2 separate regions of the Danio rerio genome follow, and region 2 is linked to region 1. Evidence: chromatin contacts called from public HiCAR-type data. All regions are on one chromosome and are shown on one strand. The core of a region is the stretch at or near the end of the contact, and the rest is flanking DNA. Distances in the headings are between cores, read along the strand shown.

Region 1 (4,994 bases), core at 1,912-4,411:
AACTGGTTTGATCCGTAGAAGTCACTCCTCAACTCTTCTTTATCTGTAATATGCACAAATAAAGCATGTGACCATGTGACTGTGAGAAACGCAGATTTTACCCCTCCAGAGGGCAAGCAGAACTATTTTGGTGTTGACAAAGAACCTTTCAGAGAACTGTTTTTAACAGAATTACCTTTTTAAATTGGATTTTATTGATAAAATGATGATGATAATAATGAATAAAAATGTTCAAAAACAATGTTAAAAGCACAATGTTTTTTTCATTAAAATATCCAAAAAAAAAAAACAACATAACAGTGTGTAAATTTTGTATGTACATACATTTGTTTGGAAGAGTGATCATAACCAGACAATTAAGCAAATTTAACCTTTTCACGTGTATAATCACACCAGTGTGATCAGCCTTGGCCAGTCCCTGAAGCGGAGCCTAGCAGCCTAGCCTGATCACAATGGTGTGATTGTACGCTTCAGAGACAAGCCAAGGCTGATCACACCGATGTGATCGTACGCTTCAGTGACCAGCCTAGGCTGATCACACTGGTGTGATCAGACACCTCAGAAACAAGGCAAGGCTGATCACACCAGTGTGATTGTGTCGTGATTGTAGGCTTTAATTCCCAGTGTGATCAGGCTAGACTGGTCCCTGAAGTGTACGATCACGACACAATCACAGCTGTGATTGTATGCTTCAGTGACAAGACAAGGCTAATCACACCAATGTGATTAGGCTAGACTGATCCCTGAAGTGTACGATCACGGCACAATCACACCGGTGTGATCAACCTAGGCTGGTCCCTGAAGCATATAATTATGACACGATCACACTGGTGTAATCAGCCTTGGCTTGTCGCTAAAGCAAACAATCACACCGGTGTAAACAGCCTTGGCTTGACCCTGAAGTACATGATCACACCGTTGTGATCAGCCTTGGCTTGTCCCTAAACTGTACGGTGTGATTTGACATTCAGAACACACATCATCAACTGTAATATTCAAATCTGATGGAACGCACTGAAGCAAAGAAAGAGTGCAGCACTTGTTAACAATCACAATTTATCTATGCTTTTAAACAAATAACATTTATTTTAGGTTTCAGACATTCAAATACACATAACTATAGGCAAAACATCCCATTTAAGGTTTGTAAAACACCATGCTGCAGTAGAGGGTTAAGTTTAAATTGGATACAGCTGAGGATGTCAACTCATGTCAATATAGCATCATTTTTGTCACATTCATTCATTCGTTCATTTCCTTTTCGGCTTAGTCCCTTTATTATTCAGGGGTTGCCACAGAGGAATGAACCACTAACTTATCCAGCATATGTTTTATGCAATGGATGCACTTCCAGCAGCAACCCATCACTGGAAAACACCCATACCATACACACTCATTCACACACATACTCTACGGACAATTTTTAGCTTACTTAATTCACCTGTACCACATGTATTTGGACTTTTGGGGGAAACCGGAGCACCTGGAGGAAACCCATATGAACACAGGTATAACTCCACACAGAAATGCCAACTGACCCAGCCGAGGCTTAAACCAGCGATCTTCTTGATGTGAGGCGAACGCACTACCCGTGGTGCCACCACGCCGCCCCAATTTTAGTGACAGTGTGCAACAAATAATATTTTACATTACCATGAGTTGGATTTAGATTGAGGTAGGGGTAAAAAAAAAATTACGTTCTGCCTCATAATGACATTAATACGTTTTTGATCATGAATTATAAAAGTTGCTTGGCTCATGCTTGGTAACTTGTATTGCACCTTGCCACATTGACAGATATTTTCAAAATGAACAATATAATTAGCAAAGCTTATATTTTCCTAACACACGCTCTAATGAACCACACCATTCATGTTGTGTGTATGGATATATAATCTTCAACATTATTACTTACACAAGACTTCTTCAAGCATTCAATATTACTTGCAAATCACATTTTTTTAAATGGGTGAACTGATTCAGCCTAAAGGTCAGTCTGTAACCTTTAAATGCCTGATTGGTCAAATGTCTATATCTTATGCAAATTCGCAGGTCAGAGTTTAACGGTCATGAACAGAAAACTTCTTCGCATGAGTGTTTCTGGTCTCCCATGTTTACCTGCGTATGAATGGAAGTAAATGAAGCGTAATGACTAGTGCAACCACGGCTTAATTACTCGACTAAAACTTGCATAAAACATTTTCCTGGCTTATTATCCATAAAGATCAACTAGTTAAATGAAGCATGGTAATGATTGAGTGAGGTTTTAATCAAGTTCTTTTAAAATTGTAATTCAGGAGTGTTTATTTATGCTTAATTTAAGTTTTATTGACATTTTTAAAAGTTTTAAACTGGATATTGTCTGGTTGGTCGATGTTGTGGTAAAAAAAAATTAAAGTAGCTGGCAGTACTTTTTTCTGTAATTTACAGGTCTAATTCTATATATACAAGTAATTTTGGTTAACTACAGGCTAATATTTGGTTAATTTCATCTTTAATGTGATAGCCAAGTGCTTGAGTGTGACTATAGACTTATGAGACTTTTTCCAAATGTATACACTGTATCCATTTTTAAAATGTTTGTGCTTACAGGTGTCCTAAACACCATTGTTGTATAAAGAAAGGTTTTATATATGGTCATATGGTTATGGTATTATTGTGTTTGAATAAATTGTATCTGTCAATCATTAACCAGACTATCTATCTATCTATCTATCTATCTATCTATCTATCTATCTATCTATCTATCTATCTATCTATCTATATATATATCTATCTATCTATCTATCTATCTATCTATCTATCTATCTATCTATCTATCTATCTGTCTGTCTGTCTGTCTGTCTGTCTATCAGTCACCTACAGTATCTTTTGTCTCCTGAGAATCTGTCAGTTGAGGGTCCCTAATATTGTACATTTTCACCAGTGATCTGCTACTGCCATCTAGTGGTACTTGTCCTCTGCAAAACGTAAAGTTTCACACATGTAAATATATATTTTCTAAATATATACACTTTTTTAAAAGTCTCTTCTTTGATTATCAGGACAGTTGATGCAGATGTAAGTAATGCCATCGGCTCGTCCGCTCCCCCATCCCTTCAAACACACGCCGTCTGCGTTTACCGGGCAGTGAGGGGAATCCCTGTCTGTTTACGGGATTCTTCTGGAGGGAGGGAGAGAGCCAGAGGAAATCTGTCCTCTTCTGTGACGCACAAGAGCATCTGGTGCTCTCCGTCGAACCGCATAACTTTTCCCTGACCTTCACCCTGTTATTCGAGCTGCTGCAGTATCGCGGCTGAATAGTTGTGGAAACCCAAAGCCCGCGCGCTCCACCTGCTCCAGAGCCGAGGAACAGTGCACTCATGCCGGACACCCGGGAGTCAGGCCTCTGCTCTGGGTCAATCATTTACTCCCATAAGTGCCCGTGTGGGAACATTTTTTAGTTTTTAATGGACAAATGGAATGCTTGTGATAACAAGGCTTCCTTTCATGCCTCATTGACACCTGGCGCTGCTGTGTTTGGAGTCACAGTTTCTAAATTCCATCACATTTTTGTAGGTCGATCAACAAGGTTGGAAGTCCAACAACACATCAGAGAAGCTCTTAAAGGAATAGCTCCTTCTGTTTATTTTATAATAACACAATAACAATCATCTTTGTTATCTTGAGGCAGCCACAAAACCCGAGGAAAGCATTTTCATGGTGAGTAAAATAAAATTGAATTAAATAAAATAATAAATAAGTGAAAAATTAAATAAAGTACTTTATGAATAATAAGATAAAATAATCATCTAATGTTTAAGAAAATAAATATTAAATCTAAAGTTTAAAAAACGGAAAATAATCATCTAATTTAAAATATAAAACAAGTAGTATATAAACCTAAACAAAATAAGTAAATATAAAACATAATATAATTATGGTTATTAAAATAAAAAGGTAAAGTTGAAATTATCATCTAACTTAGATAAAATAAATGTTAAATAATTATAAATAATAAAATAAACAATAGACCTTTTTTGACACAAAAGAAGATATTTTGAAGAAGGTTGGACCATTAACATCATCCACATTAAGGAATCCACATCCCATCATCCACATTAAGGAAATCAAAGCCTATCAATGAGATCTCAATTGTTAACGGGTTTCTCCTTGGTTTAGTAAACCTGTAAAATAAGATATTTGAGATACAATCTGAGGTCTTATACCACCATCTATTGGCTATTAGGTGTGGTGCAGGGAATTGTCCGAGTACTTTTAACAATAGGCAACTATTTTCGGGGTCATTTCAGGATACTACAACCGCTAATTTTAAATAATATTAAATTACCCAATCTAAAAATATAGATTATTCAGACATGGTAGAGAACATAATAAATGTTTACTTTTTTACTTAAACACTAAAGCCTGCACATGATTCTAAAAATAGGTTAAATTTATTAGCTTTTAGAGATTCCACATTAACCAAATATCAACATCTAATTATTACAGCTTGACATTATGTGGATGTTACCACTATGACGTCTATCAAACATTGAATTTTGGTTGCCATACTTGACAAATAAATAGGTGCGTTCGACATGAAGCTCAGCTGCAGCCGGTGATCAACGAGATTAGCCGAGCGCAGGCGGGGCGGAGTTGAAAACGGAGCCGTCAAGACGGACAGCTGGACACTTCGGGACTCAAAGTTGCTGCAGTCATGATGACCGATCACATGGCGTCATCATATTTTTTTTGTTATTTTTATTTATAACAACAAAACATTTACAAATAAAACAGAATACAGGCTCTTCAAACTGTAGTTCCTTTTTAAACAATAAGAGAGAATTATGAATAAAATATATAACAAATGCATGAGAGAAATAAGAGGAAATGAGAGGTTAATATAAACATAAAAACGAACAAGTCTATTAAATACAAAGCAATAAGCATAAATTCTAGGAGTTAAACATCAATCTTTAGGCTAATACTTCTTGTTTGAATCTGCTAAAAAA
Region 2 (5,529 bases), core at 2,945-5,444, 190 kb before region 1:
ATTTAGTACGATTTGCTTATCCCCCAATGACGGTTGGGTTTACAGTAGGGACGGGGTTAGGTGCTATGCCTCCTTTTAAAACCATACTTTTTTGCCTGACTAAACTTGTATGAATGTCTATGAATTAGCCACTTCATTGCTCAAATGTATAATAGTTTTGTTTCCTTGTGACATCAGGCTGGTAAAATTATATCTTGTGCTGCATGTTATGCCGAGTTCTCACTGCATGAACTAAACTGTAGTGGTTTTCACACTGCAGAAGTATCTGTTTCCTGAAATTGCTCTCTATAACTGCTATATTTACATCGCAGGATTTTGAATTGCCAGCAGGTCTAGATATTTCAAATGGCAAATATTTCATAGCCACCCAAAATTTTCTCTGAAAACAATTTTTATAATTCACACTACACAATTTCACTCACAAAAATTTGCCTCCAATTTTGGTCATTTTATAGTATTTATTTGTGGTATTTGGGTATTATTTGTTATTTCACAAAACCTGATGGCAAGTAAACATCAGGGCCAATATGGTGCAGTATATGAACTTGGCATTAGCTAATTTTTTAATGTACTTTCATGATCTATTTATCTGGATATGTCACATATAGGAAGAAACTCTTCTAACCACAGGTCAAGAGGTGCATTTTAAGAATGTTTGTTGGAAAAAAAGGGATTCGGGAAGCACAAGATATGCTTGACCGCAGCCGGTCTCTCAACCGTAATCCGTGATAATCCTATCACATTGAGCCAAGTCTACAATAAATAGACCAATCTCATCCTACTGACTTATTTTTGTTTTGGAACAATCCCCCATTCCACCCCATCTCCTCATTTTCATCCTTTACAAGGGGGATCTCTCCAGATCTCAGAACCCTTTACATGATAATTGACCAGTTATCCCTAAGCTCAGGGTTCTCTCCTGGGACAGCATGCCAAACCTTCAAATAATGTCAAGCAATAACGGTGACCTCTTGAAACAATTTTAAATTAGAACAGAAATTAACATAGACTATATTTTGTACACTTTTTGCTTTTTAGCGCACTCAAACAACTCCTCCTTCGTTATTGAAAACCAGATAAACATGTTTGTGTGATCATTCTCTGGGTAAATACCTCTTGCACAATCCAAATTTTGATTTCAGCCTTTTGGACCAGTAGTTTTTGAGAAAAGATGGAAAAAAGCACCCCCTACACATGTGTACGTAAGATGATAGGTGTTAACGGTGTTCCATACACGATTAAAATAGTGTTCCATACACGGGGCTGGACTGGGACAAAAAATCAGCCCTGGCATTTTAGGACAGCGGCCCACTACATTCAATCAAAATGCTACTGTACGCATCTTAGCACGCAATGAGTATGTTTACAAACTCCCATTCTATAAAAGTACAAACGCCATATATGAAATAATGAGAGTTGACAAATTAAAAACTTAAAAAAACTTATTTATAATCATACTTAAGTGGAAGTACTAAAATATTTTTTAAAAAATTGTTCTTAAGTATTGCAAGCAGTTTATTTCAAAATTTAATACTCAAGTACTAAAAGTAAAAGTACAAGTATTGTGTAATGCAGTTAATAAAGAAAGCAGTCAAAAGACATCATATTGTTTTGTTTATTTAAGATATCTTTTTGGGGGGCACGTGATTAAGCAGAACGAAAAGAAACATGGCATATGCTACTGTTTTTCTCTCGCGCTTGAAACACAGATTTGACAGAATATAACAGCTGCAACACACCCTTTCAAACTTATGTGTCACAAAAGCACATCGTAATCCACTCAAAACACTATTGAAACTCGTTTTTGAATTGCAAATTACCGATTGTAAACGCTGTAAACAAAAGTTCTAAACATTCTACCGGAAGACTCTGGTTGCTATGGCTATAAGGCTATACAGCAGCCAAGAAAAAGGGCTATTGCTGTAACGTGTAGGGGTGTGATACACTGGTCTCACGGTTTGGTTCGGTTACGATTATCATGCCATCGATTTGGTTCAATTCGATTTCTCGGTGCATCTTGGTGCACTGACAATGCTTTTCTATACATAATTAGATACATAATTTATATAATCTATATATAATTTTTCATAATCTATACATACTTTTTCTTCACAACACAATCATTTTTTTATTAAAATGTATGAATATATTTATATATTATTTGTAAAACAATTGTATTCTTTAATACAGCAGTGAGATATATGAACTATACCCTTAATTTAACCTGCTTAAAGAAACACTCTTTCTGAATGTATCAAACAAAATTCCAATACATGCACAGAAGACAGCGTGAGCATTTATAGCTAATAAACTTATGTAAATATTATCCCGCTTGCTATTTGAGTGCTGACAGGTGAGGTCTCTATGATTGGTTGTTGTCTTCATCTGCTCAACAGAAAGAGCTGCTATCGGCTTTAAAAATGAAAGCGCTATTCGCAGATGGTGGGAAGAACAGCCGCGGTTACAGTCTGTATGCACATAATACGCGGTTATCACAGGTAATCCATAATAGACACAGTGGAGAAAACTTGCATCTCAGGTACGCTCGTGTCTGGATCCAGAAATATCACTTAAACAGCCAAGAGGAGAGGAAAAGTTACCTCACAAACAGGCCAGCAGGTCAAAGGTCTAAAGGGAGACAGAGTTTTACAGCATTTCTCCATAATAGTGAAAGAGTGGCTCGTGTGCTGTGCCGCCCATAGTACAACCCTGGTAACTAGTAGCGATGCAGCACATAAAAAATCTATCATAGTAAAAGAATTAAACTCATCGAAAATATATATATATGTATATAGGAGAAAAAACAATACTCCAATAAAGTAGAGATACTGCCTTTTAGTACTTAAGTACAGTAGTGAAGTAGTTCTACTTCGTTCCTATACATTTCTAATCACTATCCTGTAAATGCTCGTCTTTTACAGAAGTTTGTGTTCCCAACCCCTAAAAAGGCACTGCTTCCTAGATCTTGCCAATATAAAAAAAGATTATTATTATATGAAATAGCACCGTTATAAGGATGAATGGGCTCGAAACATTTGCAGGAATGGTGTATTGTTCAATTTTCTTGAATGCAGAACCAGACACTTATAAAGGTCAGTCTATGAGGAGGATATTAATTGGTGTTGCTATGATTAATAACACCAGTTTCAGCAATTACATGCTGTTTTTCAGCTTCTACTTAAGAAGATTACTTACAGACTACTTTGTTGCAATTATATGTTGTCACTGTAAATTATAATTATTCATAATGAATATTTTATTCATATTTAACAGAAATTAATGTGCATTAAATATTAAAATTATTAAAATAGTAGTAATATTTATTAAATATAATGGTGACGCTTTAAAATAATGGTCCATTAATTAATAATGAATTATTTACTAACATGAACAATCAATAAATAATGCATTTACTATTGTATTTGTTAATCTTTGGCAATGCTAGTTAATGTTATTTGAGTTTTAGTTCATGTAACTCACAGTGCATGAACTTTATTCACAAACGATCTCTATTGATTGATTGATTGATTGATTGATTGATTGATTGATTGATTGATTGACAGTGTGTTTTGAGGAAAATATACTACTGATTTCTGCCAGGACATTATCTGTTTGTTTGCTTTTTTACAGTGTTGCTGCTTTGTGTTGTGTTGTGTTGTGTTGGATTCCACAACATGTGAACATGTGAACCGCATAGACAGATGTACTGTATTATCCAAACACTAAAATGTGTCACCATGAGATATAAAAAAATCTATAATATGCTAATGACTAAACAGAAGCCTTTACCACATCCCAGAATGACTATTGTCCTTTTTTTGCATTCTAAAAATGTCCTTCCAGTCGACACAATATTGTACGTTTGTATGTATTGGTCGCTGTAAATAGCTGTTTTTGTAGGGCAATGTTTTTAGAGGAAATACATTTTTAGTTTGCTTTAAAAAATATATCAATTGATAAATTATTGACCAGTAAAAAAAGCATATTGTATCAAAAAGCAAAATGTTGAGGCTTTTGAAATCTAAAATCAAACCTTATGAATTAGGATTTATAGGGTTAACTAAACCACACTCGGAAAGGTCAGAAAAGACACAAACAGATAAACAAAAACACCCAGTATTCTCTTTCCCCTTGAGCTCAGGTTTCTGGGAATCAGCTCTGGCAGTGGGAGAAGCTTCCAGCCAGTCACATGACTGCTGTGAGGGATCTCCCGATGGTCACATGACCAAAAGTGCTGAATCACTACGTTGAAGAGCAGAAACAGCCAAAGACAGAGTAACCAGATACAAGACAAAGTTGTTGTTTTTTTGTAAAATGAACTGATACAGCTTTCTCTCTTTCGTTTCTCTTAATGTCACGCCTGCTTCCTTATCTTTTCACCATTGGGAATCACACTCGGCTGCTCTGCGTCTCAAATAGCTGAGATGGCTGTGTGCTTGTGTATGTGTCTAACAGTGTGGGTGTAGTGAATGTGAGGGGCTCCGCTTGCTCTAAAGGGGGCTTTTCTCGTGTACTTTACACTTTTGCACTTTAAAAAAGGGGCAGAAGATAGAAATTCCCTCATAACGTACAATAAACCAACTGTGGGCTGTTTCTGGTTAAGAGCTGTTTGTGATATTGGCTGAATATCATGCATACTGTACTGTAAGAAGGTGATTCCTCAGATAGAGGAATTTGATATTATAAAAGTGAAACTTCTAAACATCTGTTGTCGGTAATTCATTTATCACATGTCCAGGAATCACTTGCTTGACAGAGATTTTTTATTTTTTATTTTATGTATTAATTTATCTATAATTTTATTCATAATATTACTTTTATTTTATTTTGTTATTATATATTTAATATAGTTTTTTAACTTATGTACAAGAATTATTATTGCATTACAATATTGTATTGTATTATTATTTCTTTTGATTAAAGCACAATTTAAAACTGTTAAAACTCACAAACCGGAATCAGAACATAGCATTTAATATATTAAACAATGTAGTCTTCTTTGAAAAATAAAAAAAGGATGGACCACCATTCCTCTTTCACTTTCTTTTTTCGAAGAGTTTTTCTTTCTTTTTCTCTTTTGCTTTCTCAATGCAGAACCACTGGATCAGCTTGTTTGCATGTACAGTATATGTTATAATTATACTCCCCATGGTTTCTCATAACTGACCTGCAGGTACTACTAGTGGTGGAAATAGTACTGAAAAATCTACTTAAGTAAAAGTACAATTTCTTGCCTAAAAATGTAGTGCAAGTAGAATAAAAGTCTGTTGTAAATATTACTCAAAGTATGACTAAAAAGTAGACCTTTCAAAAGTACTCAAGAGTATTGAGTAGTGAGTATTACGTTGTAAAATCTGATGCATTTACATGTAATTTGTGGATGTGTGTGTAAACGTTACATTCTGTAGTGCATTTAGTTTTTGCCCAGTAAGCACACAACATCATAAGATGTTAATATTAGGTTAGATACGTCATGACGTCAGGTGACTAAATTTCAATGTCTAGTCAGCGTCTAAGGAACTCAAATGA

The links. HiCAR-type assays count read pairs that join an accessible place to other places.
Region 2: a contact with region 1 is called in a HiCAR-type map of caudal fin, with 5 times the contacts expected there. The contact joins two enhancer-like sites. A contact is called at or near these places in 2 of 18 Hi-C or Micro-C datasets (caudal fin and an unstated tissue) and 1 of 4 datasets of contacts at active chromatin or transcription factors (caudal fin).

The regions. Positions count from the first base shown.
Region 1 is chr20:16,442,943-16,447,936 of GRCz12tu, reverse strand. No RefSeq gene overlaps it. Among named protein-coding and RNA genes, the nearest start is that of prdx6, 25 kb to the right of the region's middle. Within about 2 kb of position 3,161, at least 46 of the 62 cell types and tissues checked have an H3K27ac peak or open chromatin away from gene starts, as enhancers often do. A contact at or near this core is called in caudal fin, where this site is marked.
Region 2 is chr20:16,635,171-16,640,699 of GRCz12tu, reverse strand. No RefSeq gene overlaps it. Among named protein-coding and RNA genes, the nearest start is that of jun, 140 kb to the left of the region's middle. Within about 2 kb of position 4,194, at least 33 of the 62 cell types and tissues checked have an H3K27ac peak or open chromatin away from gene starts, as enhancers often do. A contact at or near this core is called in caudal fin, where this site is marked.